2 separate regions of the Zea mays genome follow, and region 2 is linked to region 1. Evidence: chromatin contacts called from public Hi-C data. All regions are on one chromosome and are shown on one strand. Each heading gives the region's core, a stretch centred on a gene start, on an enhancer-like site or on the middle of the called end of the contact. The rest is flanking DNA. Distances are from core to core; before and after follow the strand shown.

What was found. Hi-C and Micro-C count contacts between places; a contact is called where the count stands out from the background.
Region 2: a Hi-C map of ear shows a contact between it and region 1, with 2.5 times the contacts expected there. The contact joins the promoter of LOC100193334 here to the promoter of LOC100240698 in region 1. A contact is called at or near these places in 2 of 25 Hi-C or Micro-C datasets (ear and endosperm).

Annotation. Positions count from the first base shown.
Region 1 is chr4:29,947,913-29,953,791 of Zm-B73-REFERENCE-NAM-5.0, forward strand. LOC100240698 reads right to left here and starts at 3,154. Exons shown (of 6, transcript NM_001144024.1): 1 at 2,948-3,154; 2 at 2,779-2,867; 3 at 2,073-2,128; 4 at 1,936-1,988; 5 at 1,395-1,513; 6 at 903-1,301. The coding sequence starts at 2,815. The coding sequence ends at 1,207. It also overlaps the pseudogene LOC103655191.
Region 2 is chr4:30,754,528-30,760,406 of Zm-B73-REFERENCE-NAM-5.0, forward strand. It overlaps LOC100193334 (Glucose-6-phosphate/phosphate translocator 2), which reads right to left and starts at 3,306. Exons shown (of 6, transcript NM_001138470.1): 1 at 3,053-3,306; 2 at 1,615-2,108; 3 at 1,298-1,523; 4 at 616-838; 5 at 133-346. The coding sequence starts at 2,103.

The sequences.
Region 1 (5,879 bases), core at 1,904-4,403:
GTACAAAAGATTGACGAGTCGTAGACGTTACTTTTTTAAAAAGGAAAAGAAAAAAAAATACTTACTAATAGTGAGATGCAGCACGCCTAGCTATTCTGCATTGATGCGGAGGGTGAAAAGCAGGGAGAAACACATTCATTCTGATTGAGGAATGCAGTATAGAATAAAGATTAAGGCCTGTTCTGTTTCCACGGAATAGAGCTCTGGAATAGTTCCTAGACTTCTCTAATTTATATAAATTTTGATGAGCTGGAAACAAATCTTGGTTCAATCCTAGAGAAAGGAACAGGCCCTAAAGAGTGTAACCTGTACCGCGAGGAAATAAACATCAGTATAAAATCTCTGATACATGCATTCTATATATGCAGGAGCAAAGATGTCTTGAAATCAAGCAAACCAATTAGCTAGCTCACCGAGGGCTTATTTGGTAACGTCTTGATCAAAGGGAGTTATGCAGGGCACGTTCGGTTCCTCCAGAACGGGTCGAGATGATTCGCTAATTTATATAATCTTCATATGCTGGAACAATTCCTATCTGCAATCTAGACTAACCGAACAGGCTCAAGAGGATTAAATCTCTCCCTAGTTAAAATTAAATGGAAGAGATTTAATCTCTCAACTCCCTTAGATCCAAACGCAACCGAACCAGAATCCTGAGATGAAACGAGATCTCCATTGATCCAAACGCAACCGAACCAGAATCTTGCAGGCACACGGCTGCTGTTCCATCGCTGCTGGCCGCATGCCGGTGCCCTTCTTCGCCGCCATCGGTTTGCCAGTGCAGTCGGCATGCCGGCGGGTCAGGTTAGAACTCGCCGTTAACCAGTCGGTGCCACTGCCTCAGGAGCGGTTAATTCTAAATAAACAACAACAACAACAACAAAGTAACAGCAACATGCTAGTACCTAAACGGGTGGAATGACCACAGGCACCCTGTGTTACTTTGCCACATCGACAAGCTCACGGAGGACGCAGCAGGTGACAGAACTTCTGAAGCAACCCAGAGCTGACAGTGGACGCAACGAGTTGCTTAAATGTTTAGTACGCTTCAATAGTTTCAACAGACAGTGGACGCAACGAGTTGCTTTTGATGCAAGACATGCCAGATTATTATGTACACGGATTCTTGAGACGCCTATTTTTTTTTTAAGTATTTACAGGAGGAGGGGCATTGTCCGACGTCGATCCACGGCGGCGCGGCGCCACTCATAGCAGCCCAAAGGTGTTCTCGCCGCTGTAGGTCATGTAGAGGAACCCGTCCTCGTCCTTGTTCTCCTCGTAGATGGCAGACATCAGGGCAGCTGCATGGACAAGAAAAAGTAACAGCATTGTACACACGGGCACCATGGACAGGTAGGTTTTATTTTGTTTTTCCCCACGATGGTATGGCAAACCTGTTGGTGGGAGGGTGTTCTTCACGAAGATGAAGATCGCCTTCTCGGCGCTGAGCTTGATGCGCTTCCGCACCACGTACACAAACTGTCCCACTGTGAGGTCGGCGGGGACAAGGTACCTGCATGCAAGCAATCGCATGTTACTTGGAGGCACACAGATGCTGCAAGCTGGTCTTGGCTTGTACCGATAAGCAAGAGTTCCTTCTGAATTGGTTAATGCTGGAAGATGGTAGAAGCAAGGGCCAAGGGATACGCTAATGCAGCAAACAATCAATCTCTAGATGGCAACTTGCACAAGGAACAGACAACAGACTCTTGGTTGGGAGTAGAGATAAACAACTTCAAAGGCATGATTGGCACAACTGCACAAGGGATAATGCCTACATCCAGCAGTTTTGCATTATGAAGAGTTTGACAAAGTCGACGACGACAATCGGTAAAACTACTTTCAGAAGTACAGGGAAAAAAATTGCAATGTCAGGAAAAACCATAAAAGTCAAGAAATGCAATTGAAATAATCTTGAAATGGTTCGGAACTGACTTTTTCTTGTCGATGTCTGGGATGTCACTCCTCTCGGCCTTCTCAACAATGACCTACATTACCCGATTTGGATGAGAACAAAAGCTATATCGTGGAAAATGATCAGAGGGCATGGATAACAATTACTTAAGGCTTACAGGAATTCTATCGGGGTACTTCTCCCTGATGCGGTTAGCCTCAGCTTGCCTCCTTTCTACAAACATAGAACATAGGTATAATGAGAATTCAGACATTTTAAGGCGAAAGGGTACATTTGTATAACCCCCAAGTGTTGAATAAGAACCATGCAATGGTAAGGCATGCACAGGAAACAGACAAACCATTCCGCGGATGTAGGTACAGCCTAAACCTGATAAGATAATGTAAACTGGGGAGTTACAGCTTGAGAACGAGTTCGGAAAAATTTAGCAACGAAGAGCACCAGATGCAAATGATGGAATTTACTAGTTGCTGGAGTCGGTACGAACTGTGCCGGATCATGTTAAGCTGCTACACAACACAGCAAACTGTGGGTGCCACAGCCTATGAATCGCCTAGTGCAGATTACCACGAGCACTCCATCAAAGCTGCAGATTCCCACCACGCCCCCCCCCCCCCCAAACAAAAATAAAACATGTATCCAACCATCACAGGATCGCGAAACGATAGAACAGACCAACCCCCGCCCGCCCCCAACAAAGCTTTGCTTATATAACCTAGGAAATTCAAGGAATCGATTGATTGATAGGTCCGCACGGGGTACCATCTACCAGTACCAGCCAAACAACCGAAACCCTAGCACGACCAATAACAAGAGCTGAAGCCCGGATGAGGAGGGGGGAATCAGGAATCGGAGGGACGAACCGAAGGGGTGCTCCAGCTTGAACGAGCTCCTCGCCATCGCTCCTGCTCCTCTTGGTCTCTCGATCGCTGGCGTAATAGAGAGCAGCTACCTGGAACAGAAAAAACAATCGGGTAGGGTCAGGAGGCGCGGGGAAATCGACAGAAACGGTGGAGGGCGGCAGGCGCTCACGGGATGGATGGATGGAAGGCTGGAGCGGCGGCTGATTGGACGTGGGATTGCCGGCGGAGGGGAAGGCGAGAGGGAAGAAATGGTGGGGGAGGAGTGGGGATTGGGAGTTGCTTGGTTAAATGCTACGCGCACGCAAAGGGTAGCGTACGTCGCTTTGCCCCGCTTCCCACGGGGACGGATGGGGAATGAGGTGGACAGCAGGAGGCTTCTTTGGATTGGATCGCTGGACTGGAATGAATTGCACGGATAAGTCCCGCCAGGCCGCCACCACTCCGCCTCGTTTTCAGTTTTCCTTTGTGTCCCACAAGGGTTAACTATTTCGTTTTTTTCTACTTCGTATTTTTTTGCTCAGCAAAAAGATCTTTCAAATTTCTCAACCAATTTGCATTTTAACGTTTTTTAAAACGAAAATCGGATTTTTTTTACCGAAATCCGTGACGAAATTGGGTATCTTTACTAAAAATGATAATTGAGTTTAAAAAAATTAAAGTTCTGATAGGATTTGTTTGTAATGCGTATGGTTTTTTACATTAAAAACGAATTTCGAATTTCTTGGCCGAAAAACTATAATTCTCGGCGAATTTCATAAATTAAAATTAAATATGGGACATATTAAAAAATATCTATTTTTTCGGCGAATTTCTTGGCCGAAAAACTATAATTCTCAGCTTTTGTTCCCTAGTCTTCAGCGTGTCTCGTACTACACAACTGCCAAAACAGAAGAGCAGAATTTTGATCAGGACAAGTATGATAAATCGGGAAAAAACTCACTTACAATGGATCGGGAAAAAAAACTCACTTCAAACTGCCAAGATGCAAGATCTTGCATGCAGTAGTACCATGCAATCACACTCTGTAGGCTAGAGCAACTACTAGAGTTTGTTATCTACTTCGCTAGACGCCATTTTCAGTGGGAGCTTACTATCGAATCTGTTTAGCTACCATTTTTCTGTTATGAAATGGTTTCGGGTTATGAAGGAAAAATCAGGCCCGGACGGAGGCACGTGCGGCCGGTGCCCACGAACAGGGCCTCAATCCTCCAAGCCCCTAAAATAATAGTCATCAATAGTTTAATCAATACACAGTTCAGTAATTAGCTCAGTAAGGAAAATAAATCAACTAATCTCTAAGCAAATCTTCTTCTCATGAGTCAAATCAGTTGTTTGTATGGTGTCTTTGTCTTTGATCACGACTACATCTCCATTTAAACGTAAATATCGTTCAAGATTTTATTTTTAAAGAATAATACTATCCAAGTAAAATTATACAATACAAAATTGAATAGACAGCTAGACACAACTCTTAATATAATATTTTTATCATACTATTATAGCCTATATTAGTATAGTTCTAGTTTATAGATTGATATTCCGGAATTTTGTATAGGACCTTAGATTTTACTGGCCCGGCCCTGCCTTCACCCATTCTTTCAAAAGACATGTTATATGTATGCATACGCATGAAACCATCTAATTATTTCCTTTTCATAATGATAGCAACAATGTCATGCACGAAGGAAGCCAACAATAGCACACCATAGGCTAAGATGTAGTAAGCTCACAGTAAATACATTTTTTGTAACAAACACAAAGGATCAAGATCAAATGCCATATGCCCAACAAAGAAATGTGATAGCAACCCTAACCTCTTTGGTTCTCAACCACACCATCATGTCAACTTCAAGACCCCTTGTGTTGCCTACCCTCGCCTCCCAACTAAAAAACCAACTTGCATACCCCTTCTACATGCACCGTCCCTTTCCCCTCTAGAGATAGCACGACCCCTTACATCACAGTGTAACTCTCTTCGACATAATCTCTAGTGGACAAACTTTATTTTTGGACACGAGTGCCCCGGATTATGACCGTTTCTAGAAAAGAAGAAATGGAAGAAGCAAGTGTCTGGGCGGCTCAATCATGAATGTCCAGAACTTTCCATACATTATTGTAATACCTCTATTTTGATTGTAAGACGTTTTGGCTTTTCTACATACATTGCTTCTACTATCTATCTAGATATAGTGTATATCCAAGTGCATGGCAAAACTTATGTATGAAGGCACGAGTATTCACTATTCACCCTAAACATATTATTTGTTCTTTTCTTAATCCTCTCAATATTGTATATTAAGGCGAGTCTCAATGGAAGATTTCATGTCCTAGGTTCCCCAGACGTGACACCACAAATGGAACAAGATCTCTCAATTTCAATGCACAGTACAAGCATAGGAATGGATCTACTTCAAAACTAGATAATTAAAGAAATTGTGAAGATAAAGATAGTGTAACTTGCAAGTTACATACTTCCTTGGTAACATGTTTCCCTAGAGACTTTAATCAAGTTCAACATGTTAAGAGTTTCCATGGTTGTTTTAGTTCAGCCAACAAATCCAAAGTGCACATAGCAATACCCTCAATGAGTCAACAGTAGTATAAAAAGGCCACATCAAACGATTCTTTTTTACATATAGAATTTAACAAAAACATATGCACATTTTCCCCAAGTTACAAAAAATGAAAACAAACAGTCACCTAATAATGAAAGTGGACTAACAAACTGGGTCTTGGTTAATAACCAATAATGAATTATACAAACAAGCATTTTCTAACCATTTTTAAATAATCCATTTCCATTCCATGTCAGTAAGCAATATCTACCTTGTAAAGCACATAGAGATACACCGGCGGAAGATTTTTTGTTTAACTTTGACTATCGATGTCTAAAATTTTAGATAGATTAACATTAATATATTCATTATATAAATTACTTTATAATATAGTATGATTCTTGTCATTTAAGATGAAAAGATATTGCAAGTAAAAAGTTTTAAAAATGAGTTAGGAAAAAACCAGATGGACTTATATTGGTGATCAAAGGAAGCAATAACTTAACACCCACAGGCTAATGATTCGTTTGAATGTCGATATTGGAG
Region 2 (5,879 bases), core at 2,056-4,555, 810 kb after region 1:
AACACATTGGATAGTGAAAATTAAACGCTAAACATAGGTTCCAATTTCCTTCCCTAGTTCAGAAGAAAGTAATTGTTTCAGTATATAGAGGAAAAGCACAAACACATGGAAGAATTGAAGTAGCCAAGTTACCTGAGAGTACAGGAATGTGCCAAGGATGGCAATGGCAGCTCCCAGTGCATTGACAGGGCGGACAGGCGTGTGGAAGATAATTATAGATGAAACAATCACTGATATACGTTTCATTGTATTGCCAATGCTAAACGTCAATGGAGAGATCTGATCGAGAGACATGTAGGACACCTGGTTATATAAGTGATAGAACACGCTCTGTGCAGCGATCCACCTATAAATTCGACAGTAACACGTTAGGGAAAATATCAATATACATGCAATCATAAAATTAATCCAACATAATATATAAGTCCTCAATAAGGGCAGCACTAAAGTCTACCATGAATATGTCCGGCAGAAGAAAAAATAGTGATATGTCTCTTTTTAATAAAATAGCAAAAATAAAAAAAAACATGAAGAGTGTTTCAAGCCATCTCATGTAATGTGGGTGGAGACCACACTTGGCAACTATGCAAGGAAAACTGTAAAATTCTTGTTTACCAGACAACATTGGGTCCAACTTCTGCAACAGCCTTTTGCCAACCAGCAGCCCACATCTGAGGACCTTCCATAGCTATAGCAAATGGAGTCAGTATGACCAGCGACATTATTGACAGGCAAGCATAGTAATTCATGCCACTGACGAACTTCCCCTTCATGCCCCTCTTCGAGAAGATGTTGCGGAAAACAAATGCAAGGTTGGATATCATAGCACCCATAAATCCTGGAGGGGAGGGCAAATGGTAAACATTATACCTTGGAAACAATTGCAAATATGTCTATGACTCCTATTTTTTTCTCTATCTTAAGCTTAAATCTATTCTACCACATCAAACTTCAAGATAAAAAAGAGGAAAAGGGACAATAGCATGAATCATCTATTAGAGAAGAGGATAAATATACATCTATAACTTTTTCTCCAAATGATTTCTTAAACAGTTACTATTAAAAAAACATGTCTCCATAAGTTCATGGGAGTGCAGAAATCTAGATAAACGTTATATAGTAAAAGAATAATCTCAAGAATTAATTATCTTCAAAAGTAATTGGAACTGACAAACTATTAAGATCCAGTTGATTTTGCTTCTAAAACATAACTTTTACACTAACAGTTCAAATAAAAACCTCATTAATTTGTAAGGAAGAATTAGAACAGGAAGTCAAAAAAGCAATTTTTACTTACCAACCATATTAAAGTTCAGCTCTGTGACAGCAGCTAGAGCACAACCACCAATGATTGGAAGAAGAGAAAGATAGACTGGAACTGGAAACGTCTCCCCAAGGAGGAACTTTGACACCAAAACAGTGAATGCAGGTTCTGCACTTTTAATTATGTGTGTGAATGACACTGCCACCTTAGACATGCTCACTGTCGCAGCAACATGGCCAATTGTATGTGCCACAGCAACCTTCATCAGTTAATCACCAAATTCAGTTACACTTTTCCAGGAAGGTATATAAAATAAAAGAAGAGTTACTGGCACGAAATAAGCAACTCACCGGGAAAAGAACTTTCCAGAAGTCTAGGTCGGTCTTGGGGGCCTCAACAAGACGAGTGGCCCACGAGAAAAGCATCATCGCAGAGCCGCAGGCAAGGGAGAGTGTGGAGGTGAGCCAGGGGTAAGGGAAAGCATTGAGAACCTTCTTGTTGTAAATGTTAAATATCACATTAAGCGCCCACCAGGTCGCGAAATAGATGGAGATCTTTAACCTCTGTGCGCCTTCCAACTGAACTGGCACCACCTGAGTCTTTGACTCCTTGTCATCGGCAGCAGAAGCAGCACAACGGAACTCAAGTGGTTGTCTCCAAGACTTAAGCTCAGAAGTGTGTGGACCATCTAGCGGTGCTAGGTAGAGTGGTTTCAGCGAGGAGACCACATATTTGGAGGGTTTGAGACTAGAGATGGATGGAATTGAATGTAATTTTAAGCGTAGGCTGGAGCCAGAGAAGGCTGCATAGCCAGGAGAGATCCTCACAGAAGGTATCATGCCTTCTGCAGATCAACAAAAAAGAGTTTTAGATGGCAGTATATGAAGTACATATAGAAAGCCACACAAAAGCTTGGACTTTTCCCTAAAGAGTTGGGTAAAAGAAAATTTGATGCTCCTCTGAATTAAACATTCCTTTGAGTTGCAAAAGAATGCATAGCCCTTTACAGAAAGTGGAAAATTTCTACCTAAATTCAGAAATATCAACATGGATGAATTAACTGTATGATTCAACACATAAACCTTCCTTCACTCCACAAGTCATAAGCTTCTAACTAACGAAGACAATACTACACAATTCGACACGGCAAAGCAAGCACCTTCCAAAATCTTGCAGATGAATCCCCCAACGCTAAAGGCTAAAATTGTGGATGAGGACACTGCATCCAGCACATCGTTTTCGAGTTGTAAACTACGACTAAGGGTGCCGCCTTTCTTACCTTTCCTCCTGCAAGGGCCCTACTCACGCAGATTTCACATGCAAATCACCAAACTTTTTCAGACAATACCGACACGCGCAAGGGAAACAAAAAGATTGGTTTTGGATCGTAGTAATTAAAAACAACGGACAAAAGGGGAGGAAGTTGTGCTGTGATGTGGTGCACTCGTGCAGTTGGGCGCTTATGGTGGGCAAGAACTAATATGCAATCAGGTCTTATATGTAAACGTGATTCGTTACATTATTATGATCCAACCATGTATCACGTTTAAACCCTTCCAACAAACCACGATTATGAGGCTCGGTCTGCTTGTATATGAGTTGTGGTGATAGTCACCGGCACAAAACATGGGTGGGGAGGACGGGAAGACAGGCAGCGATTCTAACAGAGACCGACAGCACTACTCCAGCACTGACCGGGGTAAAGATCATTCACCGGCCTAATAACAAAACCATATATTGCAAAAAAAAAAAAAGGAAAACTTTACGGATCAAAACAACGGATCTCACCTTCGCTCCCAACAATCAACCAGGAACACCTCTCAAGATCAAGAAGCGAGACACCTCCACCCGGCTCAAATCACGGCAAACAACAGCACCTCTCGCGAAGGATTCGAGGCGCGGGGGCGGAGCCTCCGATATATGGTGAGCGGGGAGAGCCTCGATTGCACGGCGCGGCCCTTGGAATTTCAGATGGGAATTCGGAGATGGCAAGGAACAGGAGGAGGTGGCACGAGTTCTGGTTCGCCTCCGGCGAGTAAAGGAGCCGGGAAGGTGGCGGCTGGTAGGTGCCGGTGCGTGTTTTATAAAAGCTGGGCTGAAGAGATTCAGGGGCTTTTATGAAAATATGCTTTATAGGGAGACCACGCGACCATCTCCCATTTTAACTCTGCGTCGCTCTTTATTTCAAATTTTACTATGTTCGTACGTCGAAACGGAAATACATAATATAATGGTACTGTTATGAGAAAATGTTTCTTAATATATTTGTGATCCTATCCATACACAAATTTTGTTATTTTAATATAGTTGTTTCACCACTACATTACAATCATCAGTACCGTACAGACTTTTATATATGATATTTAGGTACACGTGTGTTACTATGATTTTTAAATGAATTACCTTGTAATTGATTCAAAAGATCCATAGCTAGTACGTAAGCTTACCAAAGTTTAAGAGAACTTACCCGACAACCAGCCTTCATCATGTGCTTTAAAAGTTAAGGAATTAATACATAAGGAAAACAAAACAGGAACAAGAATTAAAAAATAGTATAAAACATAGATACAGAACGACAAACATCACTATGATATGTAAAAATCTGGACCATTGCATGTTGTTTTCCAAATGGCATATTCGTTACAGAGCAAAATGAGTTTTCGATCAATCCTCCAAAAATTAAATGAAGTCATATTCCAAAAAGACACTAAAACGGCTAATATACTGAACATATAATCGGGTTACACCTCAAATTTCCCAACTAATCTTGCAAAGAACACCATATGTTGCTCCAATGTGAACTTGATGTTCTCGGCCTGTTCAAAATCGAGAAAGAAGTCACAAATCCGTGCAGGTTGATAGTGTGGAGGGTGCTGAAAATCTAAAACATAAGTATGATAACAACTTTGCGAAACCCATGTTGCCCTCCTTCATATTCAACCAAAGCAATAGGCAAACCTTTCTCTTTCAAGGCGTTGTATATTTTATTATTTTGTGTGCCTGATCTGATGGCACAACCTAGAAAACATTAAAGCGGGTGAGAAATTATGCTATAGAAACACCGATATACCACCGAGTAATGTAGCCATGATAAACTTCTGTAAAAAATCACATAACGATGGGTATGAAGGTATAGTTTGCTATTATGTTTTCAATTTTTCAAATAACCTTGTCTCTTCCTCTTTGAAGATACATGCCTGAACGAAGTGAGCTCATACTTGTGCCCAACTTTATAATGCAACACTTGGAGCCCCTCGTCACGATCTGTAAGGCAGCACAAATTAATATGATTGAACAAGATAAATACATCCTTTAAATGATCAAAGAAAAAAAGAGAGAGAATTAGTTGGGAGATTCATACCTAGAGTGCATTTCATGTCATCATCAAACCCAATAATGACAGCATGCTCACACAATCAGTTTTGTGTCATTGTGTATAGTGTTATTCCTAACAAACAACTAACACGACACATATAACCATCAGATTGTGTTATGTGTGTGACAGTTCTACTTACACCTCGGTTTTAACTTATCATTCTTAAGATCATGCCAAGCACAGAGTTTGCACATGAAGAGCATATGCCATTAGAGTGTGCTACAGTAGGTCATATCTAGAAACACTGAAAACAGCGACTCAATGGCTCACCATTGTCAAAGTTAGGTCTTGGTTCAAGTATCCCAGATACAACATGAATCTCAAATAAGTGGAAAACTCACATTATTAAAGCATACACTCTAATAAAGGGCCATTACATTTGGCAGAAAAGAGCAAAAAATGATGGATTGAAAAGCGGAAAAGCATCTAAAATACAAAAATAATGCAATCACCAAGAAGGTTATGCGGCCATGTTTTGTGACACCAAGAACTTTAGTAGGTAGTTGAGAGTTGACACTTAGTGGAATGCACATATCTGTTCAGTGACACCAAGAAAGTGAATTATTTTTCCCCTTGGCACATAATTGTATTTGATTATGTAACGAGTTACAATTCTCCTAAATGTTTTTACTTGAACTGAACAAAGTTTGGCAACTTCTTCAAAGGATAATAGTAAGACTCACATCATAAGATTGTTCATTCTAGATTGTCCATGGCATATAAACACACCTAATAACAATCAGTTTATCGAGTTGTTCAAATACATCAATACAAAAACAACAATACCAAGTGACTCAAGGATTGTACAGCAAAAGTTGAGGAAAGAATAAAACCTAAATAATTGTTGCAGGAGCAATACTATGTGAATTTGACTAATAGGAATTTGGCAGGTCTTGCTAATAGATTTCTGCGACGTCCAGCTCAAGGGATATCTGTATCATATTATGGAATTGGAAAGAATGACTTTGCGTTGTCGCTGGGAGCTAGATCTATGCTGCAGTCAGTTCGTGCATCATCAACTGCAACCGTAGGGCAACCTAAGTTGGATATTGATGACGAACAGAGTGGGGATCAAAAGCAAAATAGAAAGAAAAAAGAGACATACCCAGAGGAATGTGATCAAGCTATGGAAGGCCTAAGCACTACAAAAGCTAAAGCTAAACAGGTCCAAGAATCAATCAAGGCTAGCCAATCGGTCATGCAGAAATTCTGGGCAAGGCTTCTGGGTATTAGTTCCAT